Regions from separate parts of the Danio rerio genome. Here region 1 is linked to region 2. A link is a contact called in public Micro-C data. All regions are on one chromosome and are shown on one strand. The core of a region is the stretch at or near the end of the contact, and the rest is flanking DNA. Distances in the headings are between cores, read along the strand shown. Region 1 has its middle 12 kb from the start of rhobtb1. Region 2 has its middle 19 kb from the start of ank3b.

Region 1 (2,859 bases), core at 120-2,619, 110 kb before region 2:
GAAATAACTAATCAAATGATACTGTAGGTCAGACACTATATATCCCTCAAAACACCAAACACTTAAATACACTTTATTAATAAATTAGATGTAATTGAAATAAATATGTTAATGACTGTAGCTTATATTACACAAACTACTGTAACATTACACTGTAAAGCCTAATAAGTTAAGGTAACCTAAACCATTTGAGGAAACCCATTGCAACAAGCCATTTAAGTTCAAAAACTAATTCTAATGAGTTCTGTGAACTTAATCCATTTAAGTAAGGAAGCAATTTGAGCACAGTAAAACCCAATAAATGAAGAGAACTCAAACCAACTGAGTTATGCAAAACCCAATAAGTTAAGGCAATTCAAACTGTTTGAGGAAACTGATTGCTGCAAACCATTTGAGTTAAAAAAAACTACTCTATATGAGTACTGTGAACCTACTCTGTTTAAGTTGAAGTAATGAGGTATTTAATTGACTCACCTTCAACACTGAGTTCAAAACTCTTTTCAAATGAGTAGAATTAACTTTGTCAATTTTGGGTTAACTACACTCATTTCACTTGATAAAGTTTTACAGTGTACCAAAAAAGTTGACCCCCTTGATTGTCAATGTAGGCCTATGATTTACACACACACACACACACACGCACGCACGCACGCACGCACGCACGCACACACACACACACACACACACACACACACACACACACACTAATAATAATAATAATACTACAGCAAAAGAGTCAATCTAAATGTTATCCCTTTGAAATGTCTAACAAGGGCGCCATCTTGTGTTCTGTATAAAAACAACTTCAGCTCAAATCCCAATACATCAGTTCTTAAAGTTTCATTTTATTAGCTTTCATTGTATATTCTTGCTAAAGTTAACTTACAACAAAACAAAAATTCTGCAAAGTGATTTTGAGATAATATTAAATGATAGCCCTGACCACTATTATTAAAAAAGCAACATTAACGAAGACACAATTGAAGACGCATGACTTCAAAACAGTCTGTGGCCTCAATTCACTACCGGACAGATGTAAAATTGTGCCCACATATATTGTTTATGTATTTTTTTTTCTGTAAAGTGTTCTTATCACATTTATTTATGCTACATTACATTAATAATTTGGTATTCTTCAATGGTGACTCTATCCTAACTCCACAACACAAAGAAAGATAAAAACATCAACCCCTTGATTAAAAGCACTGCCGTTTGTTATTCCAACATAATACTTTCTCGAAAGCATTCGCCATGTACCTGGAAACTTCTAGTCAGTTATTGCATGATGGCATACATATTTTTTTCAGGAACAGAGCCAATGGCCAGAGCAGGAAGTTGCCGCACACTGACTGAGGCATATTTGTCAATGTGTACAGTTGCTTTGGGATCTTCAACATGGCCACCGTCGACACAGGTGAAAACGATTCTGCACAGGTAAGGGGACGTTCACACTTGACCTTTAAATCTAACTCTCTATTCTTTTTCTCTTATTAACAAAAACTTTAATGGGGATATGAGTCCGTCTGTTGCTTAAGACAGTTGCGTGACAGCTGTGAAAGTCACGGTATGGTTGGTATGTAGTATTCAGTCAGTGTTGATATATATTTTTTTGTTGTGGTAAATGTTTTTAAACGGTTTTGGCTGGTTTGAATAAACGTGAAGTGTATCTTTAAAAAGGTGAGCGCGTATTTGCATATTTCGCGGGAGTTCTCTGACGAGCGCGTTCTTCTGTGACAGACTTCGATTTGTTATCGTTTGTTGACGGATTCGTCACGTTGTGAATGATTTCGTGCTTCAGGTGACAACTTACAAATTTCAGCACATACTACCTGACAACCAGATTATGTTTGTGCACTCATATAATAATCATACCTACTGTATTTTTGCATTTTCTGTACCACATTCGAAACTTACAACTGGACTGGTGTTGGTTTTCATTTCGTGTCAATGTGTTTTAATCAGATGTTGAAGAATTACAGTACTTATTAGGCTGTTGTTAAGGTAGTTGAAGAGGTTTTGTGTGCTGCTAAGGTGTTTTGGATGGTGGCTTGCAGACCCGCCCACTCCTTGAAAGCATATGATGTTCTTTTTGCTCTTTATAATAAATAATACTAATGATAATAAGGCAAAAGGTGTATCTGTTAATATTATTTGATATTTCTGACTATCAGTGAGCAGTTGTAATTTTATACACTGTTTTAAAAGATTTCATACATGTAATAAAAATGTTATTCACTGCTCATTTATAAATGTAATGATGTTGACTTGTTAACAAAGCCCATGTGATACAATCATATAATAATAAAATAATAATTATAATAAATTATGTAATCGATATAAAATGCAAATAATAATAATAATAATAATAACAGTAATAATAATAAATGATGCAAATTATATTAAATAAATAATAATATGTATTATTATTATTATTATACACATTTATCTTTAATAGATAATTGAACATTTCTAAAAGTACATTTTGTATAATTAAATAATAATAATTATGATAATATTAAGGCACACTACTAGTATAAATAAGCAACCTTTCCTTAATTATGATAAAATCAAAGTCACAGAGATTCATCAGAGCCACATACATATTAAAATAATCATGAAAAGTCTCATGAAATTGAATTAAATTAAATTAAAATATAATAAGTTATTAATGTAAATGACAGACTAAGCATTTAACATAAGCACCTTGGAATCATAAGATTCTATTAGACATATTTATCCATTAATTATTCAGTGATTAATCTTCTGTGAAAACATATTTAAATTATGTGATTTCTTGTGTATATTTTGAGTGTTTTATGTAAATCTTTATTTTTGGAATATGCAACGCAAAGACTTTAG
Region 2 (2,700 bases), core at 124-2,623:
TGTTATTGGAATATTTTTTGGTATTACATTAAAATAATAATAATAATAATAATAATAATAATAATAATAATAATAATAATAATATTAATAGCCACAGTAACCAAAACATGCTTTAAATTATACTAATTTATGTTTTTAATGGATATTTAAAGTTGTTTTTTTTTTCAAACTGTTCTTGAAAGGATTTTTTGGTATTACATTAAAATAATAAAGAAGAAGAAGAAGAAGAAAAAGGAGAATTATACTAATATTAATATCAAAAATAATAACAACAACAATAAAAATAACTTTAAAGAAGCTTAAAAGGCTTTGTGGATTATTTTCAGAGCCATTTAGATAGTTTTATGACATTAAGTTGGTAGTTAAGTTGAAAAAGTAATACCTTGCTGACAAATAATAATTTTAATTAACATTTTAATTAATACGTGTTAATAAGTGCCATAAAACTTTAATATATCAACTGAGCACATCTGCAGAATAATTGTATATTTATTTATGATATTATTTCATCCTTTTGCATCATAAAAGAACTTTGCAATGAAAAGGATTATGTTGTGCATTATTATTGGAGCCATATGAAAATGACTGGTTTTATTTATTTATTTTTTTATTATTATTTTTATTGATTTTTTTTTTAAATATTTTTATTTATTTATTATGCATTTATTTTTTTAGTGTAACATTGTGTATCTATTCAGCACACTGCATTTATTTTATCATTATCTTTATCCCTATTTATAATTTACACTATTACTAATTCCTCCAAAACAGGACTTAATAACTCAGTTAACATGTTGAGTCACCCATACAATGTTTTTTTATGAAGAAAAGCCAACATATGCAAATATGCTAAGCAATATTCCTTAAATGTGTACGCTTATATGAAAATTTGTCAACATAAATATGAATTCGGATCATAGATCTAAACTGCAACATCAACAACTCGAACAGTATGAAGTGAACTAGGAGCAAAATATACTGCTGATGGGGTTTTCGGTGTTTCATTAGCGTTATCAGTTGCATGTACACTTGCTGCCAAAACACCCTTTGGATATGAAACGGCGTGTGCAGTTCTTTTGTTTTCATTGTTCGTCATATAATGATGCGTTTCTCCAGTCGTCCAATAGAGGGAGCCAGAGACGCAGACTCGTCTTTGTTACAGCTCTGGATAGCTCGCTCTCGTTAGAAAAACACGGACAATTCTGGAATGTACTGTAGCAAGTGTGATATGAAAATACTCCTTTATGAGTTATTCAAGTATACACAACTACATATAGCCATATAGTATACCATAACCATAACCATATAGTTAGAATGAACAGAAACGCTGTCATTCATGCCATTTGATTATTGCATCACTCCCCGTGGGTGGAGCTTAACATGTTATGATGATGTCATTGTATTCATATGAATTTGGCCTCAGTAACATGCTTTGTCATACCAGTACCGGATATTTAAAGACCTATGTTTTTTTAAATAAGCATAATAACCTGGCTGCAGTCAGATTAATCTGATTTAATCACATATCATCGAAACATAATCCACTGAGGGTTTGTTGCCATACAGATGTGCTGACGTGAATGTAGTTTATCTCATCGAGAGACATTGGCTGCGGCTCTAGTTTTATTTTTTTTCCGCAGACCTGCACAGTGTCATGCAGAAATACCCGGGACATTTTCTATTCAGAGTCTTTCTCAGTCTGACCTACTTTAAATGCAGCTTCAGTAGAATTTGCACAGAAATCAGCTGGACTGACGCCTCTGCAGTCTTTAGGCGTTCTTCTCTAGATGTTTCACTGTAAAAATATTTACCCCGTCACTTTAAACTGATATGTTTATGTATAATTAGTGTGATTCTGGAAGGATTGTGAAAAACTTCACATTTTTTTGGTGGATGTTTAAAGTTTGATGAAGATTTGTCACAGTTGACTGGGCAGTTGTTAGTCATGTGTTCAGATATCTGAGGCTTCTTGTCTTCAGATCAAGGATGTTAGTATAGTTTTGTGTTTTCAAATTAGTTTTATTTTCGATTATATTTTTAAACATTTGCTGTAAATTTCAGATTAGTTTGGGTTCACTTTATTAATAGGTTTTTTCTCTTTAGTTTATTTTTTATTTTGTAAACACATTTCGTATTAGTTTCAGTTTTAGTAATTCCGCACTGAAAAAAGGAGTTGCACAGAATTCTGTCTGCAAAATTGTTGCAAACAATTTATATGAGTTGGATTTAAACAAACAATTTATATTTAGTAATATTATGTTTAAATTCAACCCAAATAAATTGTTTACAACCCTATTAAAAAAAAAAAAAAGAGTAAATCCAATGAATCATCTTTGAATAGTTTTTTTTCAGTGCAGGTTGCGAATTACTGGGGAGTTGGGGGGGGATTGACCCCTCTATTTAACATTTAATCCCCATGAAGGAAGTCAAAACAAGATGCATGGGGGGGGTCAGCTCTTTAATAGTGATAAATAGTTGGGGTTGGGGGTTGTCGCGCGCGTACTAAAGAGCGGTGTTTTCGCGCGCGTTCTGATCAGCTGTGTTGTTGCTGAAGGGTGGGACCGAGGGTGTGTCGCGTCGCGGGGGCACTTTTGATCATTTTGGAAGGGCACTTTCTATCCAAGACTAAAAAGGGCATGTGCTCTGCACAGGTTGAGCCCTATGTGTGCACGTGCCTGCAAGAGTGTGTGGGTGTTTCCC

The links. A called contact is a pair of places that touch in the nucleus more often than the background predicts.
Region 1: a contact with region 2 is called in a Micro-C map of caudal fin, with 14 times the contacts expected there. The contact joins two enhancer-like sites. A contact is called at or near these places in 3 of 18 Hi-C or Micro-C datasets (caudal fin, embryo and an unstated tissue).

Annotation. Positions count from the first base shown.
Region 1 is chr12:8,529,286-8,532,144 of GRCz12tu, reverse strand. No RefSeq gene overlaps it. Among named protein-coding and RNA genes, the nearest start is that of rhobtb1, 12 kb to the left of the region's middle. Within about 2 kb of position 1,369, at least 6 of the 62 cell types and tissues checked have an H3K27ac peak or open chromatin away from gene starts, as enhancers often do. A contact at or near this core is called in caudal fin, where this site is marked.
Region 2 is chr12:8,424,099-8,426,798 of GRCz12tu, reverse strand. No RefSeq gene overlaps it. Among named protein-coding and RNA genes, the nearest start is that of ank3b, 19 kb to the right of the region's middle. Within about 2 kb of position 1,373, at least 45 of the 62 cell types and tissues checked have an H3K27ac peak or open chromatin away from gene starts, as enhancers often do. A contact at or near this core is called in caudal fin, where this site is marked.